Linked DNA regions of Mus musculus: all the other regions are linked to region 3. The links are chromatin contacts, called in public HiChIP or PLAC-seq maps. All regions are on one chromosome and are shown on one strand. Each heading gives the region's core, a stretch centred on a gene start, on an enhancer-like site or on the middle of the called end of the contact. The rest is flanking DNA. Distances are from core to core; before and after follow the strand shown. Region 1 holds the start of Kif1c (kinesin family member 1C). Region 2 holds the start of Asgr1 (asialoglycoprotein receptor 1). Region 3 holds the start of Alox15 (arachidonate 15-lipoxygenase).

Region 1 (3,450 bases), core at 814-3,313, 350 kb before region 3:
CTCTCTCTCCCCAACCAGATCCCAGTTTGCAGGGACTTGGGCCATCACCCCAGAGTTACCTGGTGTCCTGGCCCCAGATCAGCGGGGCTGTATCAGTTCTGGCTGCCACCGGCCCGCGTATGGGGAGCCCCATCCTACACTTGGGGCCTGGCCACACCAGCAGGGCTGTAAGGGAAACCCTGATTGTGGGGGAAGAGTAGTCAGGAGGCACCTGTAGCTCCAAAGGTCTGTCTGGGGTTCTGTGTTTAGAGGGCAAGGGAGAGGGATGTGTTAGGAAAGCTAAGGATAAGCTGCCCCTCTGGAGTGGCTGAACGCAATGTGAATCCAAGGGCAGAGACAGTGATATTTTTATTCCTAGTCACTTGCAAGTGTACTGAGCATTCAGTTAGAGGAGAGAGAGAGAGAATGAAACACAGATTGGACAGAGGGTGATTCAGTGTGAAGAACACATGGGCAGAGATGCTGAGGGTGGCAGGAAGGGAAGAGGAGGGACAGAAAGTTACAGACACCAAGAAAGTGAGAGGAATCAGACAAGAGACAAGATTGAGGTCAGGCTATAAAAATAAAGAATGACAGAAGAAAAGGAAAGAGAGACTCAGAGATATTGAGAAGACAGAGAGTGAGGGCTCTGGGGCCAAAGCACAAACTGGAAACCCAGAAGACAGACAGGTAAGAGGAGACAAAAAAACCCAGTCATAAAACTGGAATCTGTAATTCTTCTCCAGGGTCGGCAATTCTCACATAGAGCTGACAACCCCCACACGAGGCAGGGCCACTACTGATTGGCAAAGTCCAAGGGCTAGTGGAACAGCCTGTAACAAGGACTCACAGGGCCTGCTGGTGATCCCCAAACCCCTTGCCCAGCCCCCAGTACTTCCTCCTCAGGATCCAGGACAATGGGCAGGGGAGGGTGGGGTCATCCTGTATGCATAATATCAACACCCCCCCCAGGACTCCTCGCAGGGAGACCCAGAATACCTGTATCTTCAGGGGGGGGGCTACACCCAAGGAGGGGGGCTTCATGAAAGGAAAGCCAAGGGAAAAGGAAACAGGTTGGTCCTAACCCAACCTGGGGCTAGTGCTATGGCGTCCACTAGCCTGGGGAAAGTGCCAGGCTGCAGCCTAGGAATGTGGGTGATCCGGGTGCCCACACCCTAGGAGGAGAGTCTAAGCAGCCCACGCCCACGGATAGCAGGGTGAAGACTTCAAAAAGAAAAAGAAAAAAAGAAAGAGATCAACGATGCTGCACTCCCACCTGTAGCCCCCAAAGACCGCCAATTTCTGTCATGCTATTTGGGCCTCACCTCCCCAGCCTTCCTAGGCAGAGCAGGGGAGGAGTGAAGGGGCTGGTTTATCCCACCACAGGAAGGGAGTAGCCGAAATCACAGAGACTGGCTCAGGAAGACTAGTCCTGACCCCCAAAACCCTAACTAGGGGAGGGAAGGGCACCAGGGTGGACAGGCAATATGACTCGTCCGAAGCTAAGAAAACAAGGAATTGGGTGGCAAGAATAGGGTACAGCGGGGTAAAGATATAGGGAGTAGGTGCAGGGTCTGCAGGTCCTGCTTTAAAGGCGCACTGGGGAGGAGGCTAGGTGGGGCAGACCGACTCCAAAGGGGGTCTCGGGTCACCTGCACCTTGCCCACTGGCAGGTCTCCAACAAGCCCCCGCCTGTCCTCTCTGGGCGGCCATGAGTTCCTGGTCCTCCAGTCCAGCCAACCGACGGCTGCCCGGGGCCTGGCACCTCTCTGCGCCTCCGCGGGATAAATAGCACATGATCCGAGCTCTCGCGCCTAGCCCGCTTGGCCGGGTCGTGCAATCGGGACCTCGGAACTCCGGCTCCCCGCCCCACAGCGCATTCCTCCGCGGGCGTCCCCTCCCTGCCCCCCACCGGCTCTCACCTCGTCGCGGCAGGACTCCCCGGCGGAGAGCAAAGGGACAAACTTTCTGGGATGCCTAAGACCGGCGAGGGAGAGACCGGGGGCCAGTTCGGGGCTGCCCCCGCCCCTCGCCGGGTCCCCGGGCGGCGGGCGGCGGATCGCGCCCCGGGGGCGGCAGCAGAAGCGGCGCCAGCGGCCGGCGCCCGCCCGGGCAGCGCGAGCTGGGGCGGGAGCGAGGGGCGGGGGACGGACGGACGGGCGCGCGCGCGGACGGGCGAGCGGGCACGCGCTGTCCCGGGAAGGAGCCACCCGGGTCACTCTAGTTAAAGGGGCAGTGCACTCTGACAGTAGGGCTCGCCGGGCAGAGACAGGGAAACTGAGTTGCGGACACTAAGGGAAAGCAAATCACCAGAACGTGGGAAAACTAGCGCTCCTGAGGAGTCGGGAAAGGCGAGGTCGGACGCAGGAGGGGACTTAGGCCGGAGCCGCGCACGTCGTCGCCGTCAGAGGCGCGCCTAGGGGGCGGGGCTTAATGGCAGACCACGCCCAGGAGGCGGTCCCCCTCAGGCCCGGCCTTCAGGCGAGCCAGGCAAGTGGGGCGACCGGGCTCACTACGGAGCTGCTCCTTCCTGCCCGACCTGAGGTTCCAGAACTCGCTTCGCAGTTGCCTCAGGTGATGGGGCCAAATGCAGAGACGTCGCCGACATAGCCGCACGGACGCTCTCTTCTCAGATAGCCTTCTGGTTTGACTCCCGGACCGCCGCCTCAGCCCGTCAGCCCCAGTCAGCCCCAGTCAGCCCCTCAGGCTCAGGTGGCCTCTTAGGCCGCTGTTGCCTTCTCAGGGCCGGTGAAGGAGACCCCTGCCTGTCCAGCCTGGTTTGCCCATGTCCCTAAGCTCACCACCCCAGTTTTGCCTTCCTGCCTATTACCAAAGATTTGGCTATAGACCCCAGTCTTCCTGCCAGAGGTCGCCTTGGCCCCTTTAGACCTAGTTCTCCACCCCCCCACCCCCCACCCCCCCCCCCAGTAAGGCTACCCCAACACCAGGCTCCTCAGCCAGGGCGACACCTTTCAGATGCCCATCCACCCTCTTAGTTGTATCTTGCTGCCAAGGTCTTGACTATCCCCTGGTCAACTATCCATTCCGTCTGGCTGCCTTAAACCCCTTAGATCTAGGTCACCCACTCAGGCACAGCCATCCAAATTCCTCATTGCTCCTTTAGTTCTAGACCCCCTACGAATTCAGGATATCCATTTTTTAGATCTCACACTAAACAGCCCAACTCTCGACCATCTGCCACTTCAAGATACTCCTTTTGCTTTTAATCTTCCTCAACATTTCTCAGCTCAGTTTAGCTGCCCTTGATTTTGTTTTGTGATGGACTGGGTCTCTCTTTGTAACCCCTACCCCCAGGCTAGCCTTAAACACTCAACCCTGTGTTAGCTGCCTGAATGCTGGGGTCACAGGATTGCAAAACTATGCCTGGCTCACTCTTTGGATAACCTTTGCTTGTAACATTTTCTGATTTTGTCCTTTATGCCAGCCAACATGCACTCCTAACTTACCAGG
Region 2 (3,163 bases), core at 416-2,915, 300 kb after region 3:
GAGCCGTGGAGTGGGAGGCGGCCCTGCAAGAGAGCGTATCAAGAGTTCACTACCTGGGCCAACCTAAATCCCGAGGTATTAGGAAGAGCGCAAACTAAGCTCTCCAGTAGACTAAGAGGGGCCGTATAGATTAAGAAATGTGGGCCGTGGACAACCCTGCAGGACCTAAAGATAGGGAAGAAAGGGGGTTATCAGAAGTGCAAAGCTTTGACCTGCCCTAGCATTCCCGAAGCCCTGGACCTCTGCTGCCACCCTGTGGCATAATATTGTCATTACAGACGATGAACCACGCCTGGGGAGTCATTGCTCCACCAAAGTGTGGGAAGGGTGGGTTTCCTCCTCTTTCCGTGAATCCTGTGCGTCTTTGGTTGCATGCAAGGAGAAAAGGTGAGCCTCTCCCACCAAGGGAGAAAATGACACTCAGTCCTGTCGGTTGGCCTGCGGGCTTTCCCTCCTGCCCCCCCCCCCCCGCCCCGTTTCCCCTCCTGTGCTCCTTCCTGCATAAAAGCACACTGCCCACCTGGGATACCTCAAGAGCTCTGTATTTGTTTGTACAGGCACACGACAGTCCCTGCTCAGAGGACAAAGTAGGGAGAGCAGATGCTTCATCTTTCATCCGTGCTGAGACCCTCAGCCCCCTCTCCAAGGGTCCCTTAAGTCAAACTGATCCTGATCACCTCCCATCCCCACCTCCACCTCCACATACACACTGTTGAAACTGAAGAAGAAAGGGACCTAACTTCAGACGGGGCTGACAATAAGCTCATGCCCCCGACCTTCAGTAGGCCCCACACCTTGGAGCCACCCTCTGCCTGGGGTCTTGAGAAATGGGTAACATTGGGAGGAAGCTTGGACATCTGTCACTGAGGATGCCAACACTATGCCCTGTACCCTATGTCCCAGCAAGAGTGATGCAGCCACTGTTTTCTGAGTGTATGGAACAGAGCTAGGGATCTCCACAGGACACAGGAGCTGAGTCGGAGGGACAGAGCCACTGATGTTCTCCTCCAGAGGGGAGAACCCCTCGCCTCTCTGAAAGGGAGCACCTCTCACCTCTCCGGAGTTGATGATGGTCATTATCATTGTCCAGGTGCTGGAAATCTTGATAATCCTTTGTCATGATGGCACTGGATCCGGACCTAGGACAGCCAAATTTAGAGCCTTTAGAGCTGAGGCCGAGGCTAACAGACTCAGAGCTGGATGAAGTCCAGTTCCCTTTTACATCTGACTAGGTGGACATACTTTCTGTCTCCCCTAACCCTATCTGCTCCCAAGCCTGACATCCAAAAATCTATCCTCTAGCTGGACATGATGACACATGCTTTTAATCCCAGTATTCAGGAAGCAGAGTCTGGTGGATCTCTGTAGGTTCGAGGCCAGCCTGGTCTACAGAGTGCATTCCAGACTAACCAAGGCTACATTCTGTCTAAGAAAAATCTCTCCTCTCCCATTCACACACACTGCGCATGTGAACCCATACAGCCACTCTCTCTTGGCTGTCACCCATCCCTTCTCCTCCTGCTGTACTTACTGAAGGTCCCTCAGCACCACGAAGAGCCCAGGCTAAGGAGGGGGCTGAAGCCTGAAGAACCAGGTGAAGAGCCCTGGGCAATGGGAGGGGAGGGGACAGGGTCCATCCAGGGCCCATGTGTGTCCGAGCACGCTGAACCTGGCATCACCAACACCGGGACTTTGAACCATAAACAGAGGTAGGAGTAGACTTGGAACTGGGGAGGTATAGGGGAGGAAAGAAGGCATGGGTGACCTCTATTCTATTTCTCAGAAAAGGGGAGTCTACACACACACACACACACACACACACAGAGGCACACACATCTACGCATGCACTTCCGCATGTTCAATACTTGTTACCTTTTTGTGGGTGAGACAGGCCTTAAAAGGCTAGGGAACAGTTTGCTGCTTGCCCTCAGAGCCCTCCCCCTTTCGGTCCTGAATTTCCCAGAATTGTCCGTATCTCCAAATATCCCTGACCAGGATCAGAGGCACCAACTGATTCCCCGCTCTTGCCCAATCCTGCCCTGTGACCTCAGTGTTATAATTGCAAGCTGTAGATTCCTGGGGTCTCAGCTCCAGGCTCCTCAGCCCTAACCTGACTGACTCACTCTATGGTAGTCCTCCAAGCAGCGCAGTGGTAACAGGAGGAGCAGCTCCCCTCTAGGATCAGGGCCAAGAAATCACTGATTCTACCATATGCCCCAGGACTTCAACCTTTCTCATCCCCAGAGAACAACCCATTCTGCAGGCAAGAAAGCTGAGGCTCTGGAAGACAAGGGCTTCTCAAAGCCATACTACACAGAAGAGCACAGACTAACACCCGGGCAGCCCAACTCAGTGACCTGTGTGCTGCCTCCAGCACCTCACTCAGAATGGGATCCTTAGCTGTCCCACGCACCAGGTCCCCAAATCCCCAGAGAGGCTTAAACATGGCCCCTCATGGTCCTGAGAGCTTCAGAGAGGCCTGTCAGAACTCAGGCTTGGGACAAGAGCAATATTCAACATATAATCCTCCTCCTGTTAGGCTCCACAGTGAGGAGTGGCCTCTGTGGCCGTCTAGAGCCTGTGAGCTATTCAGGAAGGTGCCGCTTACATAAATCCAACTACTCTGTGCGTCCTTGCTTGTCTGTGTCCTAAAAATCCGCATGTTTACATGAACCGGGCTTGCTGCCAGCGATTTTGGTGAAAATTGGGCCATTAATTTAACACTCTCTGATTTTGCCACTTACAATCTAGTTTATTCTGGCAAGCAAACAGATACAGATCCAGTCTGAATAGTAGCTCTACTCATAGAGGTAGGGACTAGCAGGGGGCACCGAGCCTCTTGCTCTCTCAGTGCTAGAGAGACCTCAGCCCTAGCTTGTAAAACTGGAAAATGCTGTAAACTCAGGATTTTTGCATCTTTCTATTTGCATATTGTCCTGGAAGAAGGCATTTTGAAATACAGTTCATACCTGAGAGCCATGCCCTAAGCTCATGGATCAGAGAGCAGTACTGGACTAATGTTAACACACATGCTTGAATAAATGTTAAGTGTGGATTGTGGATGTATGAATGAGTGTGTGTGTAGTTTTTCATCCCTTTTCAATAGATTTCTATTTAGAGAGATACATTTTATAATATATATTATACATATACTATGTATAAG
Region 3 (3,345 bases), core at 81-2,580:
AGAGTAATGCTGACCTCAGTTCCACCGGCGGTCGGGTCAGGGCTTAGCAAATATGTGATTCTTATTTCAATGGAAGGGGTGTGTTAGCTTGGGGATGTGCACAGAACTGACTCATAGTGGAGATTGCCATTCACCAGACACATTTTCATTGTCTTTGTTTAATTCAGTTTATAACACTCCATGCCAGAATGGCACCAAAGGTCATTTTATTACTCTTATTAGTCACATGGACTGAGAGTCTTTGTGGTCCCATGTCTCCCTAGAGGAAGGATGTATGTACAGTTGCATTCAGCTCAGTGGGTTCCAGGTGTAGCAACAGTTAACAATAAACGAATAAGCCCTGCTGGATGCGGTCTTGGCCTAGGAGGCGCTCCTGTGAGCCGGTGATACTGACACAAGGATGATCAGGGTCCAGCATTAGCCAGGCATCAGCAGAAGCGCTTCTGGGGTAGGCGGTAGAAGCTGGTTGTCTCTGGGTGGGGTGTAGAAGGCACTTCACTGAGAAGCTAGAGTCTCCTCAGGATTTGGAAGGATGAGTAGGGTGGACCCCGAGTACATGATTCTTCAGCAAATAACATGGAGTCTTTGGTGGTGGCTCTGGGGAGCAAGGGGCTTCAGCAGGAGTGCAGTGTGGGGAAGGGAGAAAATCAGGTTTCCGAGGGCTTTGAAGGCCAGGTAATTTGGGGTTTTATTATGCAGACATCGGGAGATATCTGGATGCTTTGAAACTCACAGGGATGAGCCCAGAGCCTGCCTCAGGATGGGCAAAGTGTACAGAGCTGGTAGAATTAATCGGGTGGCTAAAATGTGCCGCCTTTAAATGCTGCACAGCACCTGCAACCTTAAGATTATCCCTGGGCATGGGAAAACCCATCTGTGATGCGCGCACTGGAGAGTGGATGTATGTGCGTGTGAGAGTGTGTGTGTGTGTGTGTGTGTGTGTGTGTGTGTGTGAGAGAGAGAGAGAGAGAGAGAGAGAGAGAGAGAGAGAGAGAGAGAGAGAGAGAGAGAGTGAGCGCGCGTGGAGGAAGGTGTGACGGGGGCAGAAGGGACTGGACCAGATGTTGATTCTTTCTTGCATGTTTTCTTTTCAAATCCCCATCTACTTCTCCCTCCTGTTCTCCTCTCACCAAGATGATTTTTGAGAGTTCAGCTTTGCCCAGAGCCCCGCCTTTTTTGGGCTGGAACGAGGCCCCCAGCAAGTGCTGGGGGCCCCAGTAAGTGACAGAGGCGGGGTTAATTGCCACCTACAGCTCAACCCTAAACTAGACTTCTGAAGGGGCGGGGCCTCGGCTTTCTTATTTAGCCCGTCTACCCCTCTTGATTCTCAGAAGGGAGAAAACTTCATCTGCAAGATGGGTGTCTACCGCATCCGCGTCTCCACCGGGGACTCCGTGTACGCGGGCTCCAACAACGAGGTCTACCTGTGGTTGATCGGACAGCATGGGGAGGCATCTCTCGGGAAGCTGTTCCGACCCTGTCGGAACTCGGTGAGCTGCGCAGAGCTCTGGCTGTCCCGGGAGGCGGCAGGGTGAGGGGCTGGGGGCGGGGGCGGGGGCAAAGTCAAAGAAATCCCTAGGAACCCTGATGCGTGGCCCCTGAACTCTGAGGAAGGAGCTCACAGCCTCGGAAAGCGGAAAGGGTGCACAGAGGCATTCGGTGAGCGCTCAGTAACAGTTGCTGCCTCCTGGCCTCATTGAGTGGGATATTTCTGTGCGTCCCTCACTTCACAGAACTCTGCGGTACAGTAGTAGTGCCAGTATCAGCAGTGTCAGCTGCCCGAATGTCTCTAATTTTTTAAAGCTTAAGATTTACCATCTTCTCTCGTTCCTACTGTAGAACAGTCTGCCTGATAAAGCCTCCCAGTGTCTCCAGCTTCTTCCCTACGAACTGCCAAGCCTCTGGCTTACTCTCGGTCCCTCGGGACCTGGTCCTGTTTGGCTCCCAGTCCCCACGGCTCTCTGGGCCCTAGCTTCATGAAGGCGCTGGGGGCCCTAGCTTCATGAAGGCGCTGGTCCTTTCAGCCTCTACGCTCTCCATGGACTCTGCCTCGTGTCTTCTCTGATTTCATTCTCTCTCACCAACCCCGCCTCTCCAAATCCAGGTTTCTCCCTGGAGACCATCCTGTAGAAACCCTGGCTCAGGCCAAATGGAATTCCCATGGGTTCTCTGCCTTAGTGGGGTCTCCCATTTGACCCGTTCCTCACTGGGCCTCTGGCAGAGTTTCCAGAATTCCCCTTCCTCTAGTCCTCCCCCCACCCCCCGGGGAGGAAGGAGTGTACTTTCCCATCGTCCATCGTCCATCCTTAACCCTCTCACTCTTGGTTGAGGTGACAACCCTGAGTGGTGTCATGGAGCCTCTTTTCATCACTTTTCCTGTGGCCCAGTGGAAGCAGAACTCAGCCTGAGCACCCCATTCTGCGCCCCTGTGCTTATCTGCAGGAGGCAGAATTCAAGGTGGATGTGTCAGAATACCTTGGGCCACTGCTGTTTGTGAGAGTGCAGAAATGGCATTATCTCAAAGAGGACGCCTGGTTCTGCAACTGGATTTCTGTGAAGGGCCCCGGAGACCAGGGATCGGAGTACACGTTCCCCTGTTACCGATGGGTTCAGGGCACCAGCATCCTGAACCTCCCTGAGGGCACTGGTGAGCAGAGGGGTGGGGTGTGTGTGTGTGAAGAGGCATAGGGGGAACGGAGCCTCAGTTGTGTGAGGAAGGGGAGGCAGCGTGTGGGAGCTGGAGCCTGGAAGCTGGGCTGTTTGTTTGGTGTTTTAAATGAGTTGTCAAAGAAAGAGTAGCTGAAGCTGGCCCAGATGTCACGGAGGCTTCAGGGAGGGACATGAAGATGCATGCACAGAGGACAGCCAGGGCTGCCTGAAGAGGTACAGCCAGCTGGAAGGGGGTAGAGAAGCTCACAGAAGACATCCAGAGTGTCTCCCTCCTCGGCTTCTAGGCTGCACCGTGGTTGAAGACTCTCAAGGCCTGTTCAGGAACCACAGGGAGGAGGAACTGGAAGAAAGGAGGAGTCTGTACAGGTGAGGCTGACCCAGGGGACCCATGGCGAGCTGCCTCTGCAGTGCCCGTGCCTGATGTCACTTCTGCCCTCAGGTGGGGCAACTGGAAGGATGGCACAATCCTGAACGTGGCGGCGACCAGTATCTCTGACCTCCCTGTAGACCAGCGATTTCGAGAGGACAAAAGACTTGAATTTGAAGCTTCACAGGTTCTGGGGTGAGGGCAAGAGTGCCCGGCTTGAGGGTGGGTGTGTGCTGGTCTCGTCTATGGTACCTTTGGCTGTAATGTTTGGTTCTAAGTATAACTGTCACATCCTTTGCCCCATTCTT

What was found. HiChIP or PLAC-seq counts read pairs in DNA pulled down with a chosen protein or histone mark.
Region 1: an H3K4me3 HiChIP or PLAC-seq map of embryonic forebrain shows a contact between it and region 3, with 2.9 times the contacts expected there. The contact joins the promoter of Kif1c here to the promoter of Alox15 in region 3. A contact is called at or near these places in 2 of 39 promoter capture datasets (cranial neural crest and second pharyngeal arch cranial neural crest), 2 of 115 datasets of contacts at active chromatin or transcription factors (embryonic forebrain and large pre-B cells) and 1 of 9 other capture datasets (adipose tissue).
Region 2: an H3K27ac HiChIP or PLAC-seq map of embryonic stem cells shows a contact between it and region 3, with 3 times the contacts expected there. The contact joins the promoter of Asgr1 here to the promoter of Alox15 in region 3. A contact is called at or near these places in 4 of 39 promoter capture datasets (the C10 cell line, the HPC-7 cell line, cranial neural crest and 1 more), 2 of 484 Hi-C or Micro-C datasets (bone marrow-derived macrophages and cerebral cortex), 1 of 115 datasets of contacts at active chromatin or transcription factors (embryonic stem cells) and 4 of 9 other capture datasets (adipose tissue, embryonic stem cells, macrophages and 1 more).

The regions. Positions count from the first base shown.
Region 1 is chr11:70,699,161-70,702,610 of GRCm38.p6, reverse strand. Kif1c (kinesin family member 1C) reads right to left here and starts at 2,063. Exons shown (of 23, transcript NM_153103.2): 1 at 1,902-2,063; 2 at 60-239. It overlaps Inca1 (inhibitor of CDK, cyclin A1 interacting protein 1), which reads left to right and starts at 2,456. Exons shown (of 7, transcript NM_001252484.1): 1 at 2,456-2,553.
Region 2 is chr11:70,052,857-70,056,019 of GRCm38.p6, reverse strand. Asgr1 (asialoglycoprotein receptor 1) reads right to left here and starts at 1,665. Exons shown (of 9, transcript NM_009714.3): 1 at 1,532-1,665; 2 at 1,054-1,139; 3 at 1-23. The coding sequence starts at 1,120.
Region 3 is chr11:70,350,016-70,353,360 of GRCm38.p6, reverse strand. It overlaps Alox15 (arachidonate 15-lipoxygenase), which reads left to right and starts at 1,330. Exons shown (of 14, transcript NM_009660.3): 1 at 1,330-1,490; 2 at 2,443-2,647; 3 at 2,955-3,036; 4 at 3,110-3,232. The coding sequence starts at 1,356.